Regions from separate parts of the Mus musculus genome. Here region 2 is linked to region 1. Evidence: chromatin contacts called from public HiChIP or PLAC-seq data. All regions are on one chromosome and are shown on one strand. Each heading gives the region's core, a stretch centred on a gene start, on an enhancer-like site or on the middle of the called end of the contact. The rest is flanking DNA. Distances are from core to core; before and after follow the strand shown. Region 1 holds the start of Susd4 (sushi domain containing 4). Region 2 has its middle 30 kb from the start of Tlr5.

Evidence for each region. HiChIP or PLAC-seq counts read pairs in DNA pulled down with a chosen protein or histone mark.
Region 2: a contact with region 1 is called in an H3K4me3 HiChIP or PLAC-seq map of embryonic hindbrain, with 2.8 times the contacts expected there. The contact joins the enhancer-like site here to the promoter of Susd4 in region 1. A contact is called at or near these places in 5 of 39 promoter capture datasets (cranial neural crest, liver, maxillary cranial neural crest and 2 more), 8 of 115 datasets of contacts at active chromatin or transcription factors (embryonic basal ganglia, embryonic forebrain, embryonic hindbrain and 4 more) and 2 of 9 other capture datasets (macrophages and pancreatic islet).

Annotation. Positions count from the first base shown.
Region 1 is chr1:182,759,775-182,766,781 of GRCm38.p6, forward strand. Susd4 (sushi domain containing 4) reads left to right here and starts at 4,442. Exons shown (of 9, transcript NM_001356461.1): 1 at 4,442-4,622; 2 at 5,232-5,414. The coding sequence starts at 5,267.
Region 2 is chr1:182,920,604-182,928,010 of GRCm38.p6, forward strand. No RefSeq gene overlaps it. Among named protein-coding and RNA genes, the nearest start is that of Tlr5, 30 kb to the right of the region's middle. Within about 2 kb of position 1,943, at least 20 of the 459 cell types and tissues checked have an H3K27ac peak or open chromatin away from gene starts, as enhancers often do.

The sequences.
Region 1 (7,007 bases), core at 3,192-5,691:
ACAGCATTTGCCTTGTTCACAATGTATCTATGGTCCACAGCAGTGCATCAGGACCTCCTTAATTGGCATTCTGCAAAGTATCAGTGACCTTGTGCACCTTCCCATGGGTCTGTGAGCTAATCGGGGAATGGAGAGCTCTCTGAAGTGTCCACTCCTTCCTAGTCTTGTCTCTTTATCTTCAGACCAAAGCCAAGCTTGCCTGCATGTTTTTCCATGATCCTCTTGGCACGGCTCTAGGTGTGTCTCGGACATTGTGCCACTTTGACATTTCCCTGCTTGCATCGAAAACTCCATCTTTAGTCTCTTCCTAACCTTTCCCGCCTGGTTGCTGCCTAGGCTGTTCCATCTGCCCAGGAAACTTGTTGAACCCTTTGATTCTCCTCAAATCTACACAGACACACAGATGTCTGTCCTCACATAATATATTGAGGTCACCTCCAGGATTCTGTCCCAGAGTGTCCTTTCCTTTGGACTCACCAATCTTAGCTTTTACTACTTTAATTGTTGACTCATTTCTTAACCTCCCCACAGACTATAAACTTGTTGGATATTGCATGGTTTTGCGGTCTCTGTGCCAAGCATGGTAACTGAAATACCGCCCGGGTCAACCCAGTGAGTATACTTTGTATGGGTAGAGGGGGTAGGAATGGTGCATACCTGAATGAGCTGTTTTATCCATCATCTGCAGCCCCAGAAATTGATGCTGCTCTGAGAATGGGTCGGTTCTGATAACAGGAAGAAGGCCAGTCTTTTTCAGTGTTGTCAGTCTGTCCCCCACCCCTTGTGTATTTCTTTCGGACCACAAGATATCTTCTGCCACGTTACAATGTACTAAAAAGACCCTTGCCAGAGGCAATTCTTGATCTTTAACTACCTAGTCTCCAGGACATGAGCCAAGAAAAATCTCCATTATTTATAAACTATGTGGCTGTGGCATTTAGAGGATGAGTTTCCTCAACATTTCATGACTATTTCTGTGTCTGCCTAATACCTCAAGAAGTCTACAATGAGTCTGAAAACCTTTGCCTTTGTCTGCAGTTGGTAGTGAACTCCTGTGAGGACAGCAGAGGAAGTAAGTTTCCCCCTCACTTAGTAAGAAGTCAGTCCTGCTATCTCCTGGACTCTGTCTCTCCTGACTTCCTTTCTGGAGAAAGTATATATCCAATTATATCCAAGATGACTTGTTTTTGAGATTCCAGTGCCTCAGAATATGACTATTTTTGGAGACAAGGCCTTTAAAGAGGCAATTAATCTAAACGAGGCCATTAGGATTGTCCCAGGCACCACAGAGGAATGCCCATGGGAACACACGGGAGAAGACTGTCCGCTGCACCCACACCAACACTCTCACTTTGGAAACCCGGCCCCCAGAACCTGGACAGATTGAATTCCTAGTGTAGGGTATTTTATGGGAGCCATGGAAAAAAATAAAACACAATATAGGAAACTGACACAACATTGTGCTGTGGCCACCCTTCCAAAACTTCACTGTGTGGGTCAGTATGATGGGAACGCCCAGTATTCTTCTGGACTGAGGCGAGAGCCCAGAGTGACCACATGCCCCCTTTCTCAAACAGACTCTCACTGCTGGATCCGGGTGGACAATGGGGAGATCAGCTAACTCTAGTTTGACCACAAGCTAGCAAGGAGACTGGAAACTGACATAAAGGGAAGTGACTACATATCATTCCCAGAAGACAAGGCAAAGAAACCTGATGCTATCTCCAAATGAATGAAGTGCCATCTTCCATCTTTTAAAATTTATATTTGTAAGCTTTTTGCCTTCATGTCTGCAATTACACCTCATTCATGCCTGGTGCCTGTGGTGATCAGAAGAGGGCAAGGGTATCAGATGCCCTGGGACTGGAGTTACAGATGGTTGTGAGCCACCATGTGGGGGGCTGGGAATTGAACTCACGTCTTCTGAAGAACAGCAAGAGAGCTTAACCACTGAGTCATCTCTCCCGCCTTGACAGTTTGTCTTAAAGAAGGAGAATTTGACTTAGCGGCGTGAGCCCAGAAAAGAGAGGCAGAGCCACAGGCCATGTTTTGGGAAGGGTTCTTGGTTCTGTTATAGCTTAAGTTATGTCAACTTAACATTGAGCATAACTTAGAAGAGGAAATCTCAACTGAAAAACTGTTTCCATGTGGCCATGTCTGCGGGAGCTTTTCCTTAAACGCTGATTAAATGCAGGAGGGCCCAGGCCACTGTATGAGAGTGTGTGCGTGTGTGCGTGCGTGCGTGCGTGCGTGCGTGTGTGCGTGCGTGCGTGCGTGCGTGCGTGTGTGTGTGTGTGTGTGTGTGTGTGTGTGTGTGTGTGTGATTCCTGGGCTATGAAAGTCTGCCAAGCAACACACAGGAAGCAAAGCTGGTAAGCAAGCATCGTTCCTCCATTCCCCACCCCGACCCCTTCAGTTCCTGCCTTCAGTTCCTGTCTTGGCTTTTCTTACTGGTGGACTGTAACTTGTCAGCCAAGTAAAAGTCTTCCCCTCCCCAAGTTGTTTTTGGTCAGTGTCTTAGCACAATAACAGAAAAAACAAACAAACCCAAAGCAGAGCAGTCCCACCCGAGGAAGGCATTTCTGAGTGCAACCAGCAACTACAACAGGCTTCCTCAGGTACTGGATGAGGCTACGTGACCTTGTTCACAAATAATTTAATTCTTGTGGTACTAAGGGTGGAGCCCCGAGCCTCACACAAGAGCTAGGCAAGTGGCCTACTGCTGAGCTGTAGCTCCAGCTGGCTAGCACTGTGTCAGAAAGGAGACTTAAGCGCAGATCCCAGGCTTGGGACAGATGAACTTGGATGGTCCTGTTGGCCCTGGTAGTCTTATAAGCCGATTGTTGCAGCTAAGCGGCAGACTTCAGATACATTTGTTGCATGGTCAACAAATAGTTTTATGCCCTGTGGATCTGACAGCTATTTTTAAAACGGTAGATATTTTATTGAGAATAAGCTAGAATAAATATTCAATTTGCAGCGAACAATCTTAGGACCTTGGAAACACAGAAAAATGCCCAAGTAATGCTTTGGGCTTCAGAGTTCAGGCTTTAGCAGAAATGCATTTGTGATAACCAAAACTGTTCAACTTACTCCGTGCAAAGCTGACATCTCAATTTTACAAATCGAAAAAAAAAATCAACAACATTGAACTAGATTTATCTACTAAAAGCTAATTTCTCCTGCAAGAATTTGTTAAAATTACTCGCAGTAAAAGCCAACACGGTAAAAGCTGTAATTTCCAAACTACCTTCAGTATGTGAGATTTTGGGAAAGTCGATAGAAGGACGAGATGATTTGGTGGCTGTATCAGAAACATGGTTTTTCATATCCACAAATTGCTACAGAATAATGGGGATCCAGTGGTTCAAAAATACTGCCTGCCGGCCCTACCTCATTAAGGCACACCCCTTAATCACCAAGGCTCACACAAGTACCCTAGGAGCCGGCCCAGACCTCAGAGGGAGGTCTAGCTTGCTGGGGAACAGCAAAGGTTGGGAGAACAGAGCTAGCAGCAGGCTGAACTTAAGACACCAGGAAGGGACCGCTGACCAGGGGAACGTTCTTTCCTGGGGACCCCTGATCCTTTCGGGTTCTTACCCAAAGGAAATAAGCTTCCGGTGATATCCAGCTTTCCCGCATTGGCACCCATCATCTCACTGCCCGGTCACTTGTCTCCCTGAGGGAGAGCCTCTCAAGAGAAAGCTCCGAGAGATGCTTGCGTCTATCTCCAAGGCAGCCAAGAGGGAAAATGCCGACGGTGCAAGGGACGGGAGACAGAGACCCAGCCTCCTCGGGCTGTCCACTGGGCTCTAGGGGAAGCTCACACCCGTGGAGATGTTCGGGGTCACCAAGAACTTGAGGTTTTAGCAGCAAGGGTTGTGCTTACACCGCCCCATTCAAGTTAACCCTGTCATCGGTGATGGTCCTGGGTGGGATCATCCTGTCCACCTCCACCTTCGAGGTCACAGCCTCTGGTGGCACACACGGGGCTAAGGGCTCCAGAGGCCACTGGTGAAGGATCGCGGCGCAGACCTGCGGTGTGTGCGCGTGCGTGTGCCTGGGTATGTGTGCGTGCATACGCGTATGCGCGTGTGTGAATGCGTGTGCGTGTGTGCCGCCGCCTGGCGACTCGTGCCCGACAGGTGCAGGCGCGCCGGCTTCCCATTGGCCACGGCGTCCTCCTCCGCCCACGCCATCCCCTTACCCCTGCTACCGGCGCTGGCTGGGACCCGCCGAGGCGCGTGCAGGCCCGCGCGCCCCTGCCCTTCCCGCGCGCGCCCGGGCCTCGTCCCTTCCTCCCCCTCTCCGCGCCGCCGCCGCGCGCTCCCGAGCTCAGGTAGCGGGCGCGCGCAGCCCGGCAGCCGTGGCCCTCGTCACCCCCGCCCCCGGCCACTCGGGGGAGCCCGGGGAGGGAGCGCGCGGCGGGACGGGCGGGGGCGGTGTAGCCCGGCAGCCGCCGAGGCTTCCGTCTCGCTCGCTCGCTCGCTCCTCTGTCTTGCTCGCTCGCTCGCTTGCTTGCTCGCGCAGAGGCGGCAGCAGAGGTCGCGCACAGATGCGGGTTAGACTGGCGGGGGGAGGAGGCGGAGGAGGGAAGGAAGCTGCATGCATGAGACCCACAGGTAAGAGCCGGAGCCCGGAAGGGGCTTGCCTGCCCCGGGGAGGCGTGCGCAGGCCGGGCTGGGCGAGTTGGCTCCTGGCTCAGCTCCCCTAAGGGAGGAATTTTTAAAATAAAAATAACAGCTCAGATTTCATAAGGGACTGGGGCAATAGGAGCCTCCCAATCCTTGGAAAAGCAGAGAAGTATCCAGGGGCAGCAGGGGGCACATTGTGAGATTCCTCAGAGTGAAATGTACAGGCCCGGGGAAAAGTGTTTTCTCAGCCGCTTGATGCTATAAGGCTTTAGACTTTCCTGTCATGATCAGAGCCGCTGAATCCCGGGGACCAGCACAGAGCCAGTGTGCACTAACCCCTGTCCTCTCTCCCCTCCTCCATCCCTCCCGCACGCGCAGTATCCCATGGTGGCTGCTACTCTCTGGACCCTGCATGGGGGGTGGCAGGGAGGATCTCGCTGTGGGAAAGGGGGCGGGGGCTGCGCAGGGGCGAACAGGGATGGGATGGGATGGAGCCCGCAAAGCCCAGGCACCGGGCCCCCAGGGTGGAGGAGGGAGAGCTTGGCCCCAGAGCCCGGGCAACCCCGGGGTATTGTCGTGTTCCGCTCCTGGTTGCAGACTCTCGCAAGCTGGATGCCCTCTGTGGATGAAAGATGTATCATGGAATGAACCCGAGCAATGGAGATGGATTTCTAGAGCAGCAGCTGCAGCAACAGCAGCCTCAGTCCCCCCAGAGACTCTTGGCCGTGATCCTGTGGTTTCAACTGGCGCTGTGCTTTGGCCCTGCACAGCTCACGGGTGGTGAGTGACCCCGCTGTGGTGGGGGGAGCTTTGAATGGCCCAGCAGGGAGGGGAGACTGTACCGACCGGACAGCACTGCGCCTTCTGCATACGTGCAGACTTTAGGGGTGCCTGAGAAATAGAGTCCCTGTGTCCCAGCCTTCTGCAAAACCCCTGGAGTTCACAGAAAATTGTGTGGAACCGGTGTAGGTTCGCACACCCACCGGCAGCCCAATTGGGCTTTTCTGAAGGAAGGATAAGAAGCCTGGCACATTTTCCCATTTTGGCCCAGAGGAAAAAGAGGATCAAAGGAGTGTGTGGGGGTGGGGGTGGGGGGAAGCAGTGTATTTGTAGCCCTTCGACCCTTGATCTTTGCCCTTCACACACAGGTCAGGTTTGGGCTTCTGGATTTGAACTACTTTAGAATAAACCGTCTTGAAGAATGTGAAGGGTCTGAAAACATGGTCAGACCAGTTGAAGGACAGGTTTATTTGAAAGTTAACTTTCTCTTTCTTGGAGGTGGTGTGCTGAGGCATGTCTGTGACTGTTGGGGGTGGGGAAGGGCTGCAGAGTTCCCTTCAGGTATGTTTCTGGAAGACTGCTTAGCGAGGTCTGAATTACGGTGGGGATTAAGTCAAGGACTCTTCTGTGAAGTGGAAGTTCTGAAACCAAATTGATAGCCCCAGTCCCTGTAAGGCGGCTAATCTATAATATGCTTGATTCCAAGCGAGAGGGCTATCTTTTGGTTGTGGTCAAGGAAGACAGATGGAGTTCCGGTCTGAATTTCTCCCCCTTAAGTCTCCCCCTTTCTTCCTTGTGCACCACCGTCCATCATTCCTGCCTGTTCCGGATCCTCCTTGAGACATTGCTGATGTGGGCTTGTGAAGGACAGGCTTGCGTTCTCCTAGCCGAAATACAGAGGATGCCTAAGTAGATAGATTGTCATTTGACGAAACACAAGTATTGCTTGGCGTAAATGAACCATTTCCACATTGGAAAATATTGCTGTCTCGGAGACTTTGAAGGTGAAGACGGGGCAAATAAAGTGAGCAGACATTTAGCAAAACTGAGGGAGGAGAATGATAGCGTAGGCCTTAGCACAGAGCAGTTGGTAATTCAGGCAATCCACTCGACAGCCATTCGATGACAAAGGCATGAAAGTGTCTATAGCGGCGTTCAGAGTCAGAGTCACAGTCGCAGAGGAAACTTACTTTTTCTTTGGATGGAGAGGGTGGGTGGGAGGGTGGGTGTTTTTGCTTTTTTTTTTTTTTCCCCAAGGAGTAACTTTTTGTGCTGCTATTTTAGCTTTTTACTAGAAGCATCTCAGAGGCAGATGTATTCGTCACAGAGGACAAGGTCAAGTGTGGGTCCAGACCACGTCTTTGTGGCTCACCAGGACTCTCCCCTCTCTGGATACTAACTCTACCTCATGAATTGCGAGTCAGTATGCAGGTGACCACTGAGCAGATAAGGGTCTTTTCCTCTTAGCTGACTTGTCAGTTCTGGCTACCAGTCCTTCTAACCAGGTGCATATGCTTTTCCATCTCCTGGAACAGGTCTCCCATGTAGATGACAGATGAGCTAATCAGAGTCCATCTCCCCGAATCTCCGCCA
Region 2 (7,407 bases), core at 693-3,192, 160 kb after region 1:
AAACCAGTATCCCATACCTCCAGTGCACACACCCATTCTGTGTGTGTGTGCGTGTGAGTAGTTACATGGCATTGTGTGTGCCTATGTGTGTTTGTGTGTGAGTGTGTGCATGTGAGTGGTTACATGGCATGTGTGTGCAAATGTTTATGGAGGCCATAGGTCAGCCTCAAGTGTTTCTCGGATACTGTCTGTCTTACCTTGGTTTTGGGCACAGGGCCTCTCGCTGGGACCTTAGGATCAGGCTAGGCCAGCTGCCTGGTGAGCACCAGGGCTCTGCCTACCTCTGCTGGCTGCCCCGGCCCTGGGATGGCAAGCACCGGCATCCCACCCAGCTTTTTATGTAGGTGCTAGGGATTGAAAGCCAGGTCCTCATGCTTGCGCATCAAGCCAGAGCCACCTCCCAGACCTCCTGACTAATTTGTAGTCGTCCCTTAAACAAACCTCTCTACTCTAGACAACACCAGGAAGCATTTGTCCGTGCAAGGGCACAGTTTTGAGTGAGTGGGTTTGCTCGTCTTGACTACCCAAGGCAAGCTCTGTGAGAAGCTCCCAGGCTTTCTCGAGGGACTGTTGCTGTTCCAGGTCTGGTGTAGTCTCTGCTCGGTTTCTTCTCAGCACCACCTCTCCATTCTTGGAAAACGTGACAAGGTGTCAAAGTGGAGGACCTTATTCCCTACAGAAAAGCTTTGGAATGATGTCTGAAAACAAAAGGAGTCAGTACAGGGATAAAGATGGTGCAGAGACTGAGGAAACAGCCAACCAATGACTGCCCCCTCTTGAGACCCATCCCATGGAATAGAGCCCACTCCTGACACTATTAATGATACTCTGCTGTGCTTGCAGACATAAGCCTAGCATAACTGTCTTCTGAGAGGTTTCATCCAGCAGCTGATGGAAACAGATGCAGAGACTCACAGCCAAACATTCGGTGGAGCTTGGGGAGACTTGTGGAAGAGTCGGAAAGAGTCGGGAGAAAGATTGAGGGAGCCAGAAGGGTCAAGGATACCAAGTCTGAGAAAGTAGGGGCTCACAGAAACTAAACCACCAGCCAAAGATCGTGCAGGGGCTGGACCTAGGCCCTATACACATTTGTAGCAGATGTGCAGCGTGGTCTTCATGTGGGTCCCCTAACAACTGGAGCAGGGGCTGTCTCTGACTCTGTTACCATAGGATCCCCTTCCCCTAGCTGGGCTGCCTCCTCTGGCCTCAGTAGGAGAGGATATGTTTAGTCCTGCTGTGACTTGATGTGCCAGGGTGGGTTGGTACCCAAGGGGGGGGGGCACTTGTTTTCTCTGAGGAGAAGAGAGGGGTTACTCAGGGAAGGGGTATGTGAGGGAGGGACTGGAAGGAGAGCAAGGAAAGGGAACTTCGATAGAGATGTAAAGTGAATACATACATACATACACACATACATACATATATACATACATGTATACATACATACATACATACATACATACATACATAGAAAATGAACAAAGAACTGTATTGGCAGGAATACTGTAAGGCTATGCAAGCTTTCATGCAGATGCGAGCACACAGACACACACAGACACACACACACACAGACACACACAGACACACACAGACACACACAGACACACACAGACACACACACACACACACACACACACACACAGAGTCTAATTTGATTAGGTTAGAACAACAGAGGAATTGCAAGATATATATAGGCTATTCATGGGTCTCTGTCTCTCCCCACTCTCCCCAAGCCGGGGCTCTGGACTCCTCTTGGGAGCTGTTTACCTGGTTGTCATTATCCTGAATGTCCAGCTCATCAGCTGCATGGCCTGCCCCTCCTGACACATTAGTTTCTCTGGGGTGCTGCCTCCTCTTTCTTTAATTTTGCAGCCAGTCACGGCTCTGTGATTCTAAGGCAGAGGGGGGAACAGGTTATTTATAAAGCTCTGTCTGTCTCTGCAGCCACCTACCCTCTCCTCCAGTCTGCTCCCCTAGCTCCCAGCAACCCCACCATTCACTCAGAGACAGCGTGGATAGGGATTCTTTCCTGGTCCATTGAGCTGTCAGAGCCTCCAAGACTGGCTGGATGGCTGTACACGTTTCTCTAGATTACAGACAAAGTCTTTATGAAAAATTCATCTGTCCAGGGTGAGAACTCACAGGGAAAAAAAAAAATCAGCATCTCGGGACTTGAGTGCCTTCTGGGGAATTAATTGTTCTTACTAGGAGAGTTGAGGAAGCCACTCCTACCGTCCTGAGCACAGCAGCCATTTTGGTTCATGGTTATTTTGTAACACAATGAAACCTTCCTTGGGGAAGCAGGGTCTTGACTGTGCCAGCTTGTGTGCACCGGCTTGGCAGGGATGCTATTTTGCTTATCCCCACTTCTTTTCTTAGTCTTCCCTGACAACATTCAGCAATGCCTGAAGGCTTAAGCATCCGTCTCCTCCTCTGCTTCCTCATTTCTTGTTCCCCAAATGCCCCAAGCACCATGGCTAACAGTGCTAGAGGCTCTGGGGTCAGACTTCAGCCCTGACCTTTGTTTTGTGTGTGTGTGTGTGTGTGTGTGTGTGTGTGTGTGTGTGTGTGTGTGTGGCCATGGTTGAATTACCTCACCTTTCTCTCTCCTGGCACAGGCGCAGTGAATCAGAGGTTGAGGCAATGTATGCATAAAGTCTTGCTCTGCCCTCTGTCTGCTCTCGTTGCCTGCATCTATCATTTTACCCTTGGAAAGCAAGCTTCCAATCGTACAGGAAGACCCACATATGTATGAAGGTTCTCTGGAGTTTTGTGTTAGCCCAGAGGGCTCAGGGTGTATTATCAGGAAGGACATAAGTAACAAATGATGCCTTTGGAAGCTGAGTGCTACGTAGGACAGACAGAGGTGGACAGGAGAACAAGACGGAGGAGAGTGACCAGAAGGAAGTCTTTCCATTCGTGTGACCATGGCTCTCCTCCCAAGCTTCTTTCTCCACCCATAGATTAAGGTAGCTTCCAGCGAGTGATATTTTGGTAAGGTTATCGGAGCATAAACCCTCAGCAGGTAGAGCTGTTTGTCTTAGAAGAAGTGCTCCATTCTAAAGGCTGCAAGTTCAGGGTCAAGGCACCAGCAGATCCAGGGTCTTGTGAGAGCCCACTACCTCCTAGGTGGCATCTTCACACTCTAACTTTACACGGCGGATGAGACAAGGGTGCTCTGCAGTGCCTCTCTTAAAAGGGCAGTGATCTCACTTGAAGCCAATTTGCTTTAAGATACAACCACCTTCCCTAATGTCTATTTCCTGAAACCATCACAAAGGGGGACCAGGTTCTAGCATACAAATCTGGAGACATTTGTCTAATTTATAAAGTAGGATATCGCATAGGACAAAATAACCTCACGACCACGTACCCTGAAAGGCACGGGCAGTTCCCAAACCTGCTGTCTCGCCTCACAGCCAGTCTGTCAGTCACACCGGCAGCTACAGCCCTTTGTAGCTCTGCAGAAATGGCAGTGCCCTCAGAGGAGTGGCTGCCTCACAGGCAGTGGAAGAATCATGTTAGGGCAGAGAAGAAATCCAGTGGCCATGACCAGCTTAGTTTTTAAAATAGATACAGACTAATCAGATGGGATGCTGGGATGGATCGGGGTGGAACACAATCTGACCATTTCCAAGTTCAGTGCACCTAATGAAGAAATATTACTGTCCTAGTTAGGGTCACTTTGCTATGATGAAACGCTCTGACTGAAAGCGAGCTGGCTTACACTTTCACATTGTGGTCCATCGTTTAAAGAAGCCAGAGCAGGATCCCAGAGGCAGGAGCTGATGCAGAGGCCATGGAGGGGTGCTCGCTCCACATGACTTACTCAGCCTGCCTTCTTATAGAACCCAAGGCCCCACCCACAATTAGCTAGACTCTCCCCATCTTAGGAAGGGGGAGATCCCATGGTCTTAGGGAGGCATTTTCTCAACTGGGGTTCCCTCCTCTTCGATGACTCTAGCATGTGCTAAGTTGATATAACAAGTCAGCATCACTATTTTAGGGAAGTTTTGTCCTACTGAGATATACCTGTTTGGCTATATGTACTTGATACAAAAATCTATCTTTGGATAGAGTTACCATCAAAAATTACAATACTTTATTAGATATTGAAATTTCTACTGATTGCTGACTGCCATATTCAGGACTCACTACCTTTCCCCTAACCCTTTTTGGGGATTTACACTAGATTTTTTTTTTTTTGCCTCCTATTTCTTTAGTTTCTTTCTTCCTTTCTTCCTTCCTTCCTCCCTCCCTCCCTTTCTTTCTTTCTTCCTTTCTTTCTTTCTTTCTTTCTTCTTCTTCTTCTTCTTCTTCTTCTTCTTTTTTTTTTTTTTTTTTTTGGTTTTTCGAGACAGGGTTTCTCTGTGTAACCCTGACTGTCCTGTAACTCACTCTGTAGACCAGGCTGGCCTCGAACTCAGAAATCTGCCTGCCTCTGCCTCCCGAGTGCTGGGATTAAAGGCGTGCACCACCACGCCTGGCTTTTAGTTTGTTTCAGTGATATAAAACAACTCCATCAACCCCTGTGCTCATCACAGAGCAAACTCTTCTGGCTCCTGAAACTCCAGGAGCTTCACGTAACTTATGGAATGAAACCAGATTTCTGCAGGCTCCCATCAGCTGGCCAGCCAGTGTTCTGGCTACATCTTCCAGCCCCTCAGTGCTAAAGGACCTATCATGTTTGTCTTTCCAAGGTACTTTATGTCTGGAAACATCTTCCCTTCCTACACTTCTATCCCCCCGCCCCCAGGGCACTAAGTTCTAATTCTGATGCTATCTTCATTTACAGGCATGGAAATTCCACACAGTAAGTCCACAAGTCACTGCGTCGTGTGTTGCTGAATCAGAGCCTGGAGAACCACTGTCCTGCAGCTCAGTGCTTCTGAGGTACCCACGCATGTCAGTGCCTCATTTCACTTTAAATCTCTCGGCTAACCTCTTCTGTATACACCAACATTTGCCCATTCCTTTGCAAGGAATCTAACAAGAGAACAAAGTCTAGAGGAGAAGACCCCACAAGCCTGCTCTCAATCCAGATGCCGAGGGCAAACTGAAGCAGATCCAGGATATCTTCGTTTGTTATCAGCTAGCTGTAGACAGAGTGAAGGGTCTCCGCAATCGCTTTCAGGCTTGTAGGATTCAGGCGATCCCCATACTCAACAACTGAAGGCACACTATGAATGGATAAGAATCAGAACTGGCCAAAGCTTTTACTGCAGAGAGCAAAATTCTCCCTTGTTCTCAGAGACACATTGCCTTCAGAGACCTGTTGCTCTCCCAGCATCAATGTATAGCACTATGTCTTGTGCTCAGATATCAGGGTCCCCAAAGACCACCAGGAGTCTGAATCTGTATGCAAAAGCAAAGAGCCTTTACTCAAGCTTAAGCTTGGACCCTCAGGTTCCTCAGACACAGCAGATTCGTGCCGAGAGCCCTGAGTCTTAATTATAGTTTGAGCAGGAAATAGAAGTCTCTAGCCTAGCAGTTGCCTTATGGCAAGGGGTATCTTGGCATGTAGGGATTGGTCAGGGATGACTTCAGCCAACTTGATCCATTTATCTATAACCTCTGTGATTTGGGGGGGGGGGGTGTTACTTTCCTTCTATTCACTGATTGGGTTGGGCCCAGGGCAGTTTCTTCCTGGAATTTTTTGTGGTATTTCTATGAACCAGAGTCCAACCCGGGGACAAGTGGGCTCCAGATGTTAAGTCAGCTTACAGATTGAGTTTCTCACGTCGCCTGTGTTCCTCATGTGCATGAGATACTGGGGCTCAAGAAGTCTACCCGAGCCGGGTGTGGTGGCACACGCCTTTAATCCCAGCACTCGGGAGGCAGAGGCACGCGGATTTCTGAGTTTGAGGCCAGCCTGGTCTACAGAGTGAGTTCCAGGACAGCCAGAGCTATGCAGAGAAACCTAGTCTTGAAAAAGCAAAAACAAAAACAAAAACAAACAAACAAACAAACAAAGAAGTCTACCTGAGTCTCATATTCGATGTTGTAGTGTCCATGTGACTGTCGATGTGACTCACAAGCTCCTCCCAGACGGCCCATCATAAATCATAGTCCGGGCTGGGCAGAGTACTTGTCTAGCATTGGCACATCCCTGGCTTTGATCCTAAAATAATACATGCATGGGGAATTATAACTATAATCTAAACATTTGGCAGGTAGAAACAGAAAGCTTCGAAGTTCAAGGTCATTCTCAAATATATAGGGAGTTTACAGCCAGCCCGGTCTACATGAGACCCTGTTTTATTTCTTAAAAAATAACAATAACTGTAGTTGGGATGCTTGCTGGCCAAAGCTGCCAAGCTACATTTCAACAGCCTAGGGATCAACTCTGAGTAGCCAAGGGTGAAGACCAGACTTCTCTTTTTGGTTAAGTTTTTACTACCTACCTGCTGACAGACATTTGGAGTGTGGGCAATAGCGGCTGTTTGGAATAAAGCTATTATCATGGAACAACATGGGTGGATCTCAAACACAATAGGAACACAGACCAATTATTCCGCAGGAAACCACAGAAAGAGGGACTCTCAATGTGTGGTGGTGGTAAAAGGATTGCTTGTAACTACAGACGATGAGGGGGCAACAGCATTTTGTCCTGTGCAAGCCACACACACCATGAAGTGGATGTTTTTCTCAGCTCGTCCCTACTTACCGAGCTCTTGCCAGCCACTCTGATAAGCACTCCACCATAAAATATAATAAATAAATATAATAAAATGCTTATGCTTTGATAACACAAGTGGGCATTATGAACCCTCATCTTACAGCAAGATAAAGGAGCTGAGGCCGACAGAAAAGAAATGACTTGCCAAAGTGACACCAGATGAACAGCACTGCTTGGCTTTGAACCTAGGTCTGTAGCATACCAGAACATCAGCCTGGGTCAGCACTGTGGCCTCCCCTCACTCCTCTCTGGATGGCAATCTGTCTTCTCATCTGTGTCTTTCAGGCCTTCCCACTCACGAGCCATCCTCAGGAGCAGAGGAGACATCAGCTTTAAGAGACAGGACCTTGCATTGGAATAGTTTATAAATAGATATTTTCTGTTGATACATAATAGCCATACATTTTATGAGGTGCAGGGCATCTCTTTAATATATGGATACAATGTATGCAGTCTGATGGCATAGCTGGCATAGCTGTTGCCTCGGATACAGATAGCTCTTTGTTTTAAAGGCACAGCACAAAAAAAGCCAGAAGCCACTTCTCCCCAACTTTCTCTATTATTGTTTTTCATGGTGTGTGTGTACGTGCAGATCAGAGGTTGATGTTGGCTATCTTCCTCAATTGCTCTCTACCTTATTGTGGGGGTAGGGTCCCTCACTGGCCGAGTCATCTCCTAGGTTCTTTTCGTCAACCCTGGCATTGGCTGTACTGAGGGGAACGTGGCAACAC